Linked DNA regions of Mus musculus: regions 2, 3 and 4 are each linked to region 1. Evidence: chromatin contacts called from public HiChIP or PLAC-seq and promoter capture Hi-C data. All regions are on one chromosome and are shown on one strand. Each heading gives the region's core, a stretch centred on a gene start, on an enhancer-like site or on the middle of the called end of the contact. The rest is flanking DNA. Distances are from core to core; before and after follow the strand shown. Region 1 holds the start of Nr4a1 (nuclear receptor subfamily 4, group A, member 1). Region 2 holds the start of Atf7 (activating transcription factor 7). Region 3 holds the start of Prr13 (proline rich 13). Region 4 holds the start of Pfdn5 (prefoldin 5).

Evidence for each region. Promoter capture Hi-C pulls out the DNA fragments that hold promoters and counts their contacts. HiChIP or PLAC-seq counts read pairs in DNA pulled down with a chosen protein or histone mark.
Region 2: a contact with region 1 is called in a FOXA1 HiChIP or PLAC-seq map of pancreatic cancer cells. The contact joins the promoter of Atf7 here to the promoter of Nr4a1 in region 1. A contact is called at or near these places in 2 of 39 promoter capture datasets (the SN4741 cell line and pre-B cells) and 2 of 115 datasets of contacts at active chromatin or transcription factors (embryonic stem cells and pancreatic cancer cells).
Region 3: a FOXA1 HiChIP or PLAC-seq map of pancreatic cancer cells shows a contact between it and region 1. The contact joins the promoter of Prr13 here to the promoter of Nr4a1 in region 1. A contact is called at or near these places in 3 of 39 promoter capture datasets (the C10 cell line, the HPC-7 cell line and hippocampal neurons) and 2 of 115 datasets of contacts at active chromatin or transcription factors (extraembryonic endoderm stem cells and pancreatic cancer cells).
Region 4: a contact with region 1 is called in a promoter capture Hi-C map of cranial neural crest. The contact joins the promoter of Pfdn5 here to the promoter of Nr4a1 in region 1. A contact is called at or near these places in 2 of 39 promoter capture datasets (the SN4741 cell line and cranial neural crest) and 1 of 9 other capture datasets (adipose tissue).

Annotation. Positions count from the first base shown.
Region 1 is chr15:101,265,143-101,268,912 of GRCm38.p6, reverse strand. Nr4a1 (nuclear receptor subfamily 4, group A, member 1) reads right to left here and starts at 2,067. Exons shown (of 7, transcript NM_010444.2): 1 at 1,942-2,067.
Region 2 is chr15:102,623,531-102,627,300 of GRCm38.p6, reverse strand. Atf7 (activating transcription factor 7) reads left to right here and starts at 1,837. Exons shown (of 12, transcript NM_001310067.1): 1 at 1,837-1,939.
Region 3 is chr15:102,457,124-102,460,893 of GRCm38.p6, reverse strand. It overlaps Prr13 (proline rich 13), which reads right to left and starts at 1,724. Exons shown (of 4, transcript NM_001170911.1): 1 at 1,639-1,724; 2 at 748-786; 3 at 175-524. The coding sequence starts at 766.
Region 4 is chr15:102,323,972-102,327,741 of GRCm38.p6, reverse strand. It overlaps Pfdn5 (prefoldin 5), which reads right to left and starts at 1,626. Exons shown (of 6, transcript NM_027044.3): 1 at 1,482-1,626; 2 at 1,207-1,309; 3 at 893-924. The coding sequence starts at 1,553. Espl1 (extra spindle pole bodies 1, separase) reads right to left here. Exons shown (of 31, transcript NM_001014976.2): 31 at 3,386-3,734. The coding sequence ends at 3,527.

The sequences.
Region 1 (3,770 bases), core at 818-3,317:
CAGACAGTTGCAAACTGCCACATGGGTGCTCTTAGCCCCTGAGCCATCTCTCCAGCCCCCTAACCTTGTCATTTTGTAAGAGAACACTCAGAACCCAGCAGCAGCCGCAAGCTAATTGGACAGAGTGGAGGATCCTACCAGCGGATGCACAGAGACAAGCTGTCCCTCTGCTAAAGCAGATGTCTGTTTGCTGCAGCATCCAGGGTCTCAGCAAAGGTCACAAACCTGAAGCACCTGAATGACCAGGGGTAGCTGGAGGAGGCCCTTACGTTCTCATCTGGTCAAAAAAGCCCACAGAGGAGGCTCCAGGACCTAGTGTCCCTTTCCACCTCCAACTCTGGGGTCTGTACAGTTCTAGACTTTCTAGTTGAAAAGACAGGTCACACAGGAACACTGAGGCAGAGGGTGCTGAGGCAGAGGGTGCTGAGGCAGAGGGTGCTGAGGCAGAGGGTGCTGAGGCAGAGGGTGCTGAGGCAGAGGGTGCTGGGGCAGAGGGTGCTGGGGCAGAGGGTGCTGAGGCAGAGGGTGCTGAGGCAGAGGGTGCTGAGGCAGAGGGTGCTGAGGCAGAGGGTGCTGAGGCAGAGGGTGCTGAGGCAGAGGGTGCTGGAGCAGAGGGTGGGGTGGAGAAAAAGACTATCACCACCTGCTGGCCCTTGAGACCCTCTAGTCCCAGTATTTCTCCCATTCCCCACACCACCCCTGGGTGCCTAGCCAGGACAGCTCCACCGCTGGCTAGGCATACGACTTCCCATAAAACAGCACCCCCCCCCCAACCAGTTCCCACCCCGCCTGCCCCGTGTCAAGTCCCTAGGGCATACAGCACCTGGGAGAAAGAAAGAAATATGGCCACTTCTGCCTCTGTTTGCAAGAAGCCTGGGAAGGGATGGGTTGGGGGTGGAGGAAGAAGGGTGGCAGCCAGTCAGGACTGGGCGTTTGTTCCAGCTCCATTCAAATCCTGTTTCTCCACTTGGACATCCTACATCCGGATCAACCCCCACCAATCTACCCAGCTTCAGGCCGATAGTCCGCAACACAAGATACAGATCTGCATCTAGCCTCCTGAGGGGGTGGGGGTGTCTCAAGGAGGAGGAAGAGGCGGGGTTGAAAGAGGGAGTGGGAGAATCCGGCTTGGGGCAGGTCCTGGCAACACCTGTTAGGTGACCAAGCCCGCAGGCTGCACCCTACCTAACAGACTCAAAAGACCACTGGGGTATACAAGTCTGTCTGATGACAGAAGGGGTCTCCCCCCTAGTCAGTACTACATCGAGACTCTATCGTGAGCAACTTCCACCCAGGCTCCACGTGCGGCTTTCAGTAGCTGCACCAGGCTACAGCTCCTAGGTTTCTAGATACTCTGACAACTTAGTCTAACACAACCATTACCCAGCCAACCTAGCTAGCCATTTCCTTCAGCAACCCCCAGGTCTTCCAGCACGGTTCAGAAAGAAAGTTCGGTAAGGGAATCAGAAAATCTAAGTACAGCCTATGAAGTATTAAGTAAACACTGGGAAAGGGGGCTGAGAGCCCGGGAAGGAGACCCGTGGAAATCCAATCTTACTTGTACTTGGATGGATCCCAGCAACGCCGAAGCTCTGAGTACCTTTTCCCAGTCCATGCTCAGACAACCCCCTACCCGGCAATCAACACCCAAACCCAGAGTACAGAGTGCCTCACACTGGAGATCCTAGCGGGGAAACCTCCTAAACAAGCGCCCACTACCTACCAAAACCAAGCACCTTGCAGACCCTTCGCCCGCTTCCTAAACTTCAAGCCCTGGCTCACCCTACTCCAAGAGCTATCCTTTAATACCAAAAATGCACCCTACACACCCCTCCTCGTAAGCCGACCCGAAAACACCCTTCCTTTTCGCCCGCGCGTACACCCCATCTCTTTCATGCACTGTCCCTAGAAACAGAAACACGCTCCCTGCGGGGTACCTACCCAGCCGGCTCCCACTCCCTGTGGCCGGGACCAGCGACCCAGTCGCAGCCTGGTCCCGCGTGCGCTCCGCTCCGCAGTCCTTCTAGCACACTCCCCCAACTTTCGCAGCCTCCTGCACTGGGGCTCCCCTGGCGAGCCCGACCCACATCTTAAGCGCTCCGTGACGCATGGAGAGGGGCGGGGGCGCCACTGACGCACACGGCCCGGCGAGCTTTGGCCATACAAGGGCGCGGGGGGCGGCGCGGTTCCGGCGGGAGGCGGCCAGGAGGAGGCGCGGGGACGGGGAGCCCGAGGGGGCGGGGCGAAGAGGGGGGGCCTGGAATGTCTGCGCGCGTGACGCACGCGGGGTTCCATTGACGCAGGGAGCGCGGATTGTTTGATCTATAAATAGTTTTCCTCTCGCCCGCTGCGCCGGCTAAATATAGTAGCTTCCAGACCCACTAGGCTCACCAAGCCGGACCCGGGATCGGGTCCCGGGGTCCGAAATAACCGACCAGGAGGAGGGGGTGTTGTAAATCCGTGCCCGCAGGGCTTCCCCAGAACAGGATCTCCTCCCCTCCAGCTGCTCCTGGTGCCAACAGCTCCCTCTCCCTCCTGCCCACCCCTACCCCAGGCCCTGCTCCGCTTTTGTCCCTTTCCCAGTCTGTCCTGGACACCTAGGGTATCACTCTCTGCCATTCTGAGCAGCCAGGGCAGTTCAGGGCTGAGGCAAGCCATTCTGGGACACACCCAGAAGATAGGAGGTGGGCTGGGCCCGTGCCTCAGCCTTGGCAATGTGCAGGGTCTCTAGCCCCAGGACTGAGGACAGGCACTCTGGCCTTCAAGGTTCCTTCCCAAAGGGCATAGCTTTGCCAGGCTGGGTCAACGGGCTCGGCTCCACACCGATGCTGGTTTCTCAGCGATGGCCTCTTAACCCCTCGCAGGATGGATGCACCCTAGTTGAGAAATTGCCGAATTTCAGAACCGGGTGGAGCCTGAGAAATCTTTCCAAACTCTTGCCAACTCTTCCCCATTTTATAAATAGATTCAGAGACATAATGGTACTTGTTCAAGGTCACTAAGCTAGGTAGTAGCACAATGGGGTCTTGAACCCAGGGCCATCGAACTCCATCTCCTTTTCACACTCTTCTGTCAATTCCCTGGTCCCAGTCCCTGATGGGGACCCACCTGCCTCCCCACTACCTGCTCCAGCAGTGAAGAGAGCAGCTGTAACCAGTTACTGCTTGCAGGGAAGGGTCTGGCCAGGGCTGTACTCAAAGTGCAGACCAGGCTGCAGCCACCTGGAGCTGTCACCCTGCAGGTCACATCTCCATCCCAGTCTAAGCTAAAGGAAACCTCATTTGTAGTCAGGTAAGAGAAAGGAAGGGGTATGGAGAAAAGATTCAGTGGTTAGCTTTCCCTACTAGGGATTCTCTTTGCAGTATCTCTATCCCATCCTTGACCCCACCCCCTGGTTCCCGATTTCTGCTGCCAGCCCACCAGTGCAGCAGACTAACCGAGACTATCCAATGACGGCCTATTCTGGCCATAACCGGTTTTTAAAAATGGGCTAAGGGCGTAGCTCAGTGGTAGAGTTCTTGCTTGCCTAGCATTTGTAACCTGGAGTCCATCCCATCACCACAAAAGACCCCCCCCCCCAACCAGCCTGCTATTTCTTTTTAATCACTGTCCCCTGCATACGGAACAGTTTTCATACACTGCTGATGTCATTCGGTGATATGTTCAGAAGTTACCAGCAACCCCCCCCCCAGGCTAACGTGTAGTCTCGTTGCGGCTGAGTCCATAGCTCTGGACTTTACCAAGCCACCTTCCAAAGGACAAAAAGCCAC
Region 2 (3,770 bases), core at 588-3,087, 1.4 Mb before region 1:
GCCCATTACCACCCCTCCACCCCACCTCACCCCTTCTTCTGCCCTACCCCATACAGCCACACACTGGGCAGAGACTATGGCTACAATATTGCTACTGTTATAAAGAAGAAAACACAACTAGTTAGCTGTCGGGATCCCTGGAATCCCTTGTCAACTCTACTTAAATCTGTTCAATTCTTAAGCTTTTATTTACAGTAACACAAACACAAAAAGTACCATCTTAACCACATAATTTGTGTGTGTTCATGTGTATCACAGACTGGTCTCAAATTCACAGAGACCTGCCTGCCTCTTCTTCAGGATAAGTTTTTCAAATGTAGCTCTTATATTTGATGTTCTCCTGAAAGTCTCAAGGCTGTCTCTTAATAATTCAACTCCTCAGGCTAAAGAGATGGCTCAGCAGTTAAAAGAGGACAGACCATTCTTCCAGAAGACCTTGTTTCTAGTCCCAGCACTGACACTGCAGGTCTCAACCATTTGTAACTTTAGTTTCAGGGTACCTGGTGCCCTCTTCTTGCCTCCACAGGTAGGCATCTGGTATGTAGATGGTATACATTCAGGCCAGACAAGTGGCTCATACTTAATACAAGTACTTAGGTGGAGGCTGACACAGGAAAATGAGTTTCAGGACAGCTTGGCTTCAAAATAAGCCCTGCCTCATTCATAAATAAATAAATAAATAAATAAATAAATAACTTTCTCAAGAGGACTTCTCTCAATACTAGCAATAGTGTTTTTCCCCTCTTAGAGTTGCTTTCGGTCTCATTACCCTGAAAAGCTCTTCACTTTCTGAAGTAAGTATAATTATTGACTTATGACCTATCTCTCCCTCAACCGTAAAATAAAAATTCTGTCAGAGAAATTTTCCACATGACCAGGACAGTGTTGTGTGTGCTTTTGTTTTTGACGTAGTATGTGCTGTTGGTATTTCAATAAAATACTTGCTGGGTAACATATACAAATTTTAAAAAAAAAAATCACTGTGCTGTGGCTTCACACTGAGCTACACTAACAGTCCTACTTTCTCTCTGTAAGTGTGTGTGTGTGTGTTGTTCACAGGTATGGAGGGTTGTCCAAGAGACCAGATGACAACTTCAGGTTTGGTTCCTCAGAGCTATCCCCCTTATTTTTATTGTTTGTTTAACGCGGGATTTCCCACTGGCCCAGAAGGCTAGACTGGTGATCATCCATGGTCTTTTGGGGGTGGGGTGGGGGGTTGTTGAGACAAGGATAGCGCTGGCTGTCCTGGAATTCGCTATGTAGACCAGGCTGGCCTCGAACTCACAGAGATCCGCCTGCCTCCATGTGGCGATTAGAGGCGGGCGCCGCCGCGGTGAGGCTGGAGTTGAACGTACTTCCTCACACTACCATCGTAGCTCACACACAGCACACACCGGGCAGGGGCTTCGGCCAGTGAGGTGCTGTCAAGTGTAAAGCAGAAAGTGCAAGCAGTCACCTGCTCGGATCGACTCTTGCTTAACTTCCTCCACACAACTAATGACCAGCTTGGTGACTGAAGTCCCTCTCTTGGCTCCGCTCCCTTAATTCCCCTTTATCCGAGGGCTGCCTGAGACACTCTCAGTCCCTCCCTGCCTTTGCTTCACCTTCGGACCTCCACAGCTACAGACAGATCGGCAGCGTTAGACGCCAGGGCCGCTCTCCCCGCGCTGCCCACACTTTGCAGCCGAACACGTGCGAGTCGTGTGTACAGCGCTCGCCCAACCTTCCACTCAAGCCACGCTCACAGCAAGCCCCGCCCCTAGGCCCTGGTCCAACTCAGCCCCACGAGTCGCGCCCTCGCCCCCACTTCTCGCGAGAAGTGAACACGCCTGGCCGGACGGGAGGAAAGTATCTGCTCCGCTGAGGGGGGAAAGGAGGAGCAGGAGACAGATTGTGGGACCGAGCGCGGGCGGGCGGGAGGCGCCGGAGCTACCAGCGGGTGAGTCCTGTTAACATTAGCTAGTCCGTGGCCTGACAGGAGTCTCTCCTTCTACTCTGGCCAGTCCCAGCGTCCCGGGCCGGGGTCTCCCCTCCCAGTCTGTTGGACGGGGGCGCTGAGGCGGTGGCCAGGCCTGTCTGAGGAAGAGGGTGGGGCGTAGGCTAAAGACAACCAATAGGAGAGAAGGAAGCCACAATTGGCGGCCATGAGCGCTAATGGGAGATCGCCTTTACCTTGCGGAGTGCCGCCCTCTTCTCTTCTCCCGCCTCCTTCCTTTTGGAGGAAGGCGGGGCCAGAGGACTGAAGTGTGGGGAGAACTTGGGGTAAGTAGCCCCGGGGGGCACAGGGCGTGGCGAGGAAAGGGGGGTTGAATCCTGAGGGAAGCGAAGTCTAGTGGAAGTCTAATGGAGGGATCTTGGAGTGGAAGATAGAGGAGGACTGCTAAACTAGGTTGAAGACTCAAAAGATTTCCCAAAAAGTGGGTTTAGGGCTTGGCACTGCAGAAGGCAGAGGTAAATAGGCAGGAGGTAGGTTTGGGTGACGAGAGCCTGGCTCAGGTGAAAGCACGCGTTGTGTGGTCGAAGTGGAGCATTGGGAAACGGGGGTCCTGGCGTTTCGATTGAATTCAGAAGAATCTGAGCAAGAGACACGGTGTCAGAAAGTATGGATCTGGACAGATTAAGTGGATGAGTTTAGGAGGACATGTGAGTGGGTTGGGTTGCTAGAAGGCATCGCTTCGGTGATAATATGGAAATCCAGAGGGTAAGGGGGGATATTTGGAGAAGAGACAGCGACTGACATACAGTCTGGTTCTTTCTTCAGTCGGGAGACCGCCAGGATACTGCTTAGTGTTTTTTGGTGGATATGGCACCCAGACTGGTGACCAGCCAGCCAAAATGCTGGCCCGGGGGTTGAGAAGAAGAAAAGTAGGGCGCTACTCTGATTGTCATTTTTCCAGTGTTCCACTTTCCAAGTTTCATTTCTTTCAGAACACAGGGATGTGGGCCTGGGACTTCGCAGTCCAAGTTGGAGACCCGTTGGGACTTCTATGTTGCTCTGAAATGCTTATTATGTGCACTCACTGGGGTGTTTACTACCCAGGGCACCTCCTACCCAGATTCCCGTGTTACTACTTTCCTAACTTTGTTTTCTGCTTAGCAGAGGGTGTTTTAATATCTCTCAGGGTTCATATGAAGTATAGGTTTGTGGAGATGTGCAGGTTTTTTTTTTTTTTTAATTTCAGCAAACTCATTTGTTTCCTATGTTTAAAATTTTTTCAGCAGTATAATTTCTGAAGAAACTATAGGTACTCTAAACACTAACAAATAAATTTTGTTTCCTTAAATGTGAATTTTCCCTTTCGTTCATTAAGAGTTATTTAATGGATGATTGAACTTAATCTTAATTATCTTGTATATTTTCTTGTTTATTAATTGGGGCAGTGTTTCATATAGCCCAAGTACACCTCAGACTGAGATAACTGAGGGTGACCATGATCCTCCACCCACCTCCCAAGTGCTGGGATAATAGGTGTGTACCACCATATCCAGTTTATGTAGTACTAGGGTTCTCAGGGTCTTATACATGGTAGGTAAGAACTCTGCCATGTGAGCTACAGTCTTTAGCCCTTGTGTGTGTGTGTGTGTGTGTCTGTGGTTTATGTAGTGTGTCATGTAGCCCATACTAGCTTTGAACTCATTTTTAAATTTCTGATCCTTCTATCTCCACGTACCAAGGGTTGATACAAGCATTCGCTTCCATGCCCAGTTTATCAGTTTATGTGGCGCTGGGGATTGAACCTAGGGCTTTGTGCATGCACTGTACCCATTGA
Region 3 (3,770 bases), core at 475-2,974, 1.2 Mb before region 1:
CCTTACTTAAAGGAAAAACCATCTACATCTGCTAAAGCGACAAGGTTGCGGGCTACCGCTCCCACACACCATCGCCTGTGCCCACAAACCGTGAAAGTCCTTCCCCAACTCCTGATCACCCCTGGTCCCTCTGAACGGAGCTCCTTCCCCAGCCAGGCTCCAGATGACACTGACCTTCCCGTGCTTGTGATGCTTGTGCGACTTCTTATGAGCTTTCTTCATTTTCTTCCGAGTCTTCTTGTCTATCACGATTCCGGGACCCACCATGCCAGGAGCCGGAGGATTCACGGGGCACATGCCAGGAGCAGGTGGTGGGTATGGGGGAGGGTAGGGACCTGAGGGTTGGTATCCTGGACACCCTGGTTGTGGTACAGGATAAGGGGGACGACACGGAGGGAAAGCTGGGTTTCCCTGGGGAATTCCGGGAGGACAGGGGCCAGGGGGAAAGGCAGGATTGAGAGGTGGTGGACAGGCAGGATTGGAACCTCCTGGGCACACAACTTGGGGTGGATATGGATTCGGTCCTGGAAGAAGAATCCGAGAATAAAGATTAGAACTGTCCGGAACCTCTATCAACACATAATACAAATCACTACCGTTCTTAAGCCTTATGGAAAGGCAGAACTTGGTAACTAGCAGTGGTCCGGTGGCTTTGCTTTTGCTTGGGGCTGCGGGGATAGATAGAAACTTCCTGTTTCATTGCAAAATGGGCTGGGGCAGGTCAGAGGAGAGCCCCCAGGAACTTACCAGCATTAGGATTCCACATGTCGAGATGTTAGCTCAAGCCTAGGAAGTAAACCAGGCAAAGTCTGAAGGTTCCAGGAAGGGAGGAGGATTTTCGAGAACCCGAGCCCCACCCTACAGCCTCCACCCTACCAAGACTCTCACAGATAAACCTCCACTTAAAAATGGGCTGCACTCTGGAAACAGAGGCAGGTGGATCTCTGAGTTCCAGACCAGCCTGGTCGAAAAAGAGTTACAGGACAGCTAGAGCTACCCTGTGTCAAACCCAAAACAAAAGGAAATGAAAAAAAGTTCCCTGCTGGGCGTGGGGGTGCACACCTTTAATACCAGCACTTGGGAGGCAGAGGCAGGCGAATGAGGCCAGCCTGGTCTACAAAGTAAGTTCCAGGACAGCTGGAGCTATACAGAGAAACCCTGTCTCGAAATAACAAAAACAAACAAACAAACAAAAACAAAACAAAAAAAAAAGTTCCCTTTTTCTTTCCCGCATCCTCATAGCCTACTCTAGCCCAGGATTTAAATCACAGGAACTCTCTTCCCAGGGCCCCTCCCACTTTCACTATCTCACCTGGATGGAGAAGTCTCATTTCCCTCTCCCTGGAAAGGGACCGGAGGCCTTTAAGCATCCGTAGTGTGAGATGGGACCTAAACTCCCTGCTCGCCCCGGGGGCACCCCTGAAGTGAAGCTAAAATAAACAAATAAATAAAAATAAATAAATAAACAAACAAATAATCCCATCCTGAATATCAAGAAAGACACTCCAGGTCCCAAAACTCTTAGAACACACACACAACCCCCAAAGAGCAAATGGAGTTCTTAGTTCTCAGGAATAAATGGATCCCTGGCCCAGCTAAGAGGAGAGATGGAATTTGGGAGGCCAGATGCCCTGTCACCTTCCCAGATCGCCAGCCCGCTCCTGTCCTCCTTCTCAGTCTGGGTTCGCACTTCCTGGTCACTCCTATTCATTCTATACTTCCGCACCGCCCCTGTGACCTAGTTAATAATTATGTGATCACTTTGACACGATGATTGGAGAACTGACTTGTCAATCGCTGTGGTCCAACTAAACAAGGAGGAAACCGTTGCGCTGGCCGCCAGGCGGAGCCTTAGGGAGAAAACATTGCGTTGTGAAATACATACAGGTGAAATACGGAGACGCAGCGGAAATGCTCCTTAGGGCGGGACCGAGGCGGGGTCAGCTCCAAGCAAGGACCTGAGCCAACGAGATAAACTCTCACTGTTTTTTTTTGTTGTTGTTTTGCTTAAATTTTAAGATTTTTTTTTTTAATGTGTATGAGTGTTTTGCCTCAGTGTATGTGCACCAAGTGCCTGCTTGATGGGTAGACTTGTCTGTAACCTAGCATTTTGGAAATGGAGGAAGAGAATCAGAATTTAAAGACAATATTAGCTTCTTAGGGAACCCTACATAAAACCTCAGAGAGAGCTCTGTCATGATGGCACAACACCTTTAGTCCCTGAACTCAGGAGGCAGAGGCAGGTGAATCTCTGAGTTTGAAACCAGCATGGTCTGCATAGTGAGTTCCAAGACAGCCAGAGCCACACAGACCAGCCCTGTCTCTGACTCGGAAAATAACAACAAAAACAAACAAACAAAAAAAGGCCTCAGAGAACAAAAGGAGGAAGTTCTGCTGAGTCCCAGCCCTGGGCTTCAATGTTGCCAGCTGCTAGAACCACAGCCTGTGGTTCTTTTTTTGTAGAAAGATAAGAGACAGGGTTTCAATGTGTTCAGCAGATGGTGCAGTTATAGTTTCATGTCATTGTTCTGGGTAACTAAGTGAATTCATTTTTGGTTTTGATGTTTTTGAGACAATCTACCAGTATGACTTGGGTTGACTTTGGATGAAAAGCAGTCATCCCATATCTCTCTCTCTCTCTCTCTCTCTCTCTCTCTCTCTCTCTCTCGGGTGCTAGAAAAACAAAAGCAAGCCACAACTCTCAGAATTTTTTTTTTTTGGTTTTTCGAGACAGAGTTTCTCTGTATAGCCCTGGCTGTCCTGGAACTCACTTTGTAGACCAGGCTGGCCTCGAACTCAGAAATCCACCTGCCTCTGCCTCCCGAGTGCTAGGGTTAAAGGTGTGGGCCACCAAGCCCAGCTAACCCCAGCACTTTGCAGATAGGGCTTACAGGATCCTGAGTTCAAGGTCACCCTTGGCAACACAGAGAGTTTTAGGTCATCCTGCGCTACATGAGACCCTGTTCATAGATAAAATGATGAATAAATCAAGGACTTTCCCACAAGCCACACAAGGCCTGGACCTTAGCTGTCTACATTCCTCTCCCCACCCTCTACACTTTTATTTTATTTTATTTTATTTTATTTTATTTTATTTTTTTTTATTTTTTTTCCAAGACAGGGTATTCTCTGTATAGCCCTGGCTGTCCTGGAACTCACTCTGTAGACCAGGCTGGCCTCGAACTCAGAAATCCTCCTGCCTCTCCCTCCCGAGGGCTGGGATTAAAGGCATGCGCCACCATGCCCGGCACTTTTATTTATTTTTGAGACAGGATCTCACACTCAGTTTAGGATGGCCTCAGCCTGCTATGTTGCCAAGATGATCTCAAACTTTTACAAATATTTACAACAATTTTTATTAGGTGTGATAACTATTCTTGGTTGTCGGGACACACCTTTTTTTTTTTCTTCTTAACCTGAAGTAGGTGAATAGATTACTTAATCTAGATTTTGAAGTGGGAAGACACACCTCTAACCTGGGCCATACCATCTGCTGGAAACCTAGATAAGGACACTGAAGAAGGACACTTTGCTCTTGGCCAGTTTGTTCTCTCCTGGAAAGGAAAGTCCATTTCTTTACCGGCATTAAAGCCTAGTTCTTTGGGAGTCCACCATGTACTGAAGACATCCAAGCACGTGGACTGTACTGGACTGTTGGACTTCCTGCTTACAGCCAGTCATTGTTGGATTTGCTGGGTTGCAGCCTGTAAATCATTCTAATAAATCCTGCTTACCTGCATCTATATCTCTGCCTATATATTTATAGATAG
Region 4 (3,770 bases), core at 377-2,876, 1.1 Mb before region 1:
AAACCCTGTCTCGAAAAACCAAAAAAAAAAAAAAAAAAAAAAAAAAAAAGAGTTGCCTTGGTCATGATGTCTCTTCACAGCAATGAAACCCTAAGACAAAACTATGTGTATGTGTATGCATCATGTGCATGCCTGGTGCCTGCAGAAGTCGGAAAAGGTTGCTGCATCCCCTTGAATTGTTGTCACCTACACCATGTAGATGTTCGGAACCCAATTGGGTTCTCACTGAGAGCAAGTGCTCTTAACTGCTGAGCCATCTCTCTAGTTACAAATTATTACTACTTTTAAACTTACATGTATTTGGTCTGTGTGTGTGTTTTCACAAGTGTGCATGCCATGGAGCACGAAGGTCGGAGGACAACTTCTGGGAGTTGGTCTTCTCCTTCCACCCCATTAGTATCAGAAAGTTAGCTCAGTGTGTATGTGTGGGTTTTACGCTCTGCGTCGTCACCTTGCCGGCTCTATTGTTACTTAAAACAGTCTTCACCACTTTGCTATTCTTAGGTTTCTCTTTCGACTGTCATTTCCTGGTGGAAATGACAACAGGTCATTTCAACAGGAGGAAACAATCTACCTTTCACTATTAGAGATGAGCGGCAATTAAGGTGAAATTGAAAAAAGAGGCAAGTTCCCAATTTCAATATCCTAACATTTTTTCTACTGGCTTTAGCCAAATGCCAGCTTTGTCTCCATATTGACATCTCTAAACAAAGAGAAACACAACATTTCAATTCTTCACCGAACTCTGATACAAAGTATTACATGGACACTGGTGCAACGTTAGACAAGTGAGCTACGTTAAGTGTTCGACTGTTCTTAAAATCAAAACTCTCCCCGCTTTTGGGAAAGACTGTGGAAGAATGTAAGGTAGCATTTCCCGTGGAAAGGATACAGAACTCGTCAGTGGGACCAGTAATTCTTTTCCTGTGAAAGTAATAAAGACAAACAGCTGGGGAAGGCTAGCGGCTCCCACGCGAAGACGTTAGGGGAAGCTCCCAACAGGGCTCAGTGTTCACAGACAGTGAAAAGAACACAGCAACTGAGGAAATGTCTTGTACATTTTAGTTTTCTGTAGGCAACATGCGGGGGCTCCTGTGGCTACACACACACTAAGTAACAAACAGTTTTCTTTAACGAAAACTGGAACTAGGAAAAAGCGAAGGAGAAGCCGGCATCCCCAGGCGCCCTCACCCGCCTAGCCCATACCCTCGTTGCTCTTGTTCAGCACGTTCAGACAGTCCTTGGCTTCCACGTACTTGGTCTGGACCACCTTGAGCTGAGCAATGGACGTGGACAAAAACTCCACTTCCTACAGAAGCCGGGAAAAAACAAGGGGTCAGCTCAAGAAAGCGGGGCCCAGGCTGAGGGGGCGGGACCCGGGACCGGATAGGGGTTTCCCTGGGAAAGGAAGCCTCCCCGACCGGGCGGGCGGTCGGTCGGAGGATATGAAGCGCGAGGAAGGTGCTGGGACAGGTCCTCACCTGGTCCAGCTGGTTCTTGAGCATTTCCAGTTGTGGCAGATTCAGCTCCGTGATGTTAATCGACTGCGCCATGTTGGGAAGGAGGACTGCCGAAGAGGAAGCCGCCTGGGCGAGTGACGCTCTAGCCGCCCTCCGCGTTACCTCCGTGGTGCCGCCAGGGGATACGCTCTGCGCCCGTCGTCTCTATGATCCTGTGTTTCGGACCCGCTTTTCGGATCTCAAGCTTAATTAGAGAACGCAAGTTTTTCTTTTCTCAGAGTACACTAAAGCTAGCACGGTAATTTTGGCTTCCTGTCCCCATAACTCTAGGTTCTGCTGGCCTAGAAGTTTTGGCTCCAGAGAGGGGAGTGCTCCTACCAGGAGCTACAACAAACATTCCATTGAACTGGAAGCTCAGACTTCCCCTTGGTCATTTTGGGCTTCTAATGCCCTTAAACCAACAGGCTAAAAATGGAATAACAGTGTTAGGAGGGGTGATAGATCCAGATTACCATGGGGAAATTGGATTACCTCTTCACAATGGTGGTAAGCAAGATTATGTCTGGAGTGTAGGAGATCCCTTAGGGCGTCTCTTAGTACTACCATGTCCTGTGATTAAAGTCAATGGGAAACTACAACAGCCTAATCCAAGCAGGATGACAAAGGACACAGACCCATCAGGAATGAAGGTATGGGTCAATCCTCCAGGAAAAGAGCCAAGACCTGCTGAGGTGCTGGCTGAAGGTGAAGGAAATACAGAATGGGTAGTAGAGGAAGGTAGTTATAAAATTAGTTAGCAAACATGGCTTGGGCCTTCAAGGGACTCGAAACTCTCGGACTCACGACACAACCACAAGATTGTAAAGCGGTATAAGCTACTGCGCGTTGTTGGGACAAGCCCGCGACAGGACAGCAGGGAACCTGTGTTCTGACAGTACCACTAACGCGCTTTAAAGGATAAAGTGCAAGTGCCAAAAAGGAACAACTGCCAACCAACTACATTTATTTTTATGTCTCAGTATATATGCAGGCAAACCAAACCTAGGTCCTTTGAAAGAGCAACCTAGTGCTCATAACTGCTGAGTGTCTGTCTAGCCCCACCATTGTGTGTTGGATAGGAAGGGTCTGTGTGCTTCCCAGCAACTTTTTTTTTTTTTTTTAACAATATCAGCCAGATATTGGTGGTGCACACACACTTTTATTTATTTATTTATTTATTTATTTATTACATGGAAGTACACTGTAGCTGTCTTCAGACGCACCAGAAGAGGGCATCAGATCTCATTATGGGTGGTTGCTGGGATTTGAACTTTGGACCTTCGGAAGAGCAGTCAGTGCTCTTACCCACTGAGCCATCTCACCAGCACCCCCCCCCCTCCCAGAAACTTTTAAAGGTGTAGTTGTTGCAACAAACCATATGAGTAGCAAACCCCATTGAATCTGCTGCTGCCATTGCCAAAGTGTAGCAGCCTTGGTGGGAAGGGCAATGGTTTCTAAAATCATCCAGGATTCAAAGGCAGTGGAAGGATTAAAAACATCAGCATAGCCCTATCACTACCTTTCCTTTCTCCAGTGTGAACACTTTAACTGCCAGGGTATTGTTTTGTAGCACTGGCTAGCTGAAACTCAAAAGTAAAGACTCAGCTGGCCTTTACCTCATAGGGATGTTTGCCTCTCACTCTGTACATTTTGTTTTTGGACATAGGGTTTTCTCTGTATAGCCCTGGCTATTCTAGAACTTGCTAAGTAGACCAGGCTGGCCTCTGCATGCACCACAGGGCCACTTTCAGTATTTTGATGGCCCTCTATTCAGCTTCATCACCCAAGCTCCAGCAGCAAATTCTGTCCTGCTTATGTAAGCAAATTCTCCAATCTGCTTACATCACAGAGCAGGAGTGAGGGAGTAGCTTCAACTCTCACAAACTGAGGCTTGGAATATCTTTATTAAGGTCACATTAAAGAAAATATTTCATACAAAACACCAGGGAAAATCACTTTAAAAATTCTAAATAATCAAAACCAAGTTTGGAGGTAGTCACACAGCTTCTACCATAGACAAGACAGCTTCAGGGTGTCTGCAGAGAGATAGGTAGGCCGTAGGCTACAGGTGCAGCACCAATGAGGTACTTGAGTCGAGGGGCCTGGCGGGCTTGGCTGGCATAGTAGAGAAAGGGAGCCCCTGGGCCTGCTCCCAGCCAGCCCTGCAGCAAAGCCTCTGTGTAACGGTCAATGTCACGGTCAGTCACATCCCAGAGATTACCTAGAAACAAGGGGCTTGGGAGAAAGAGTGAAGAAATACAAAGTAAGGGC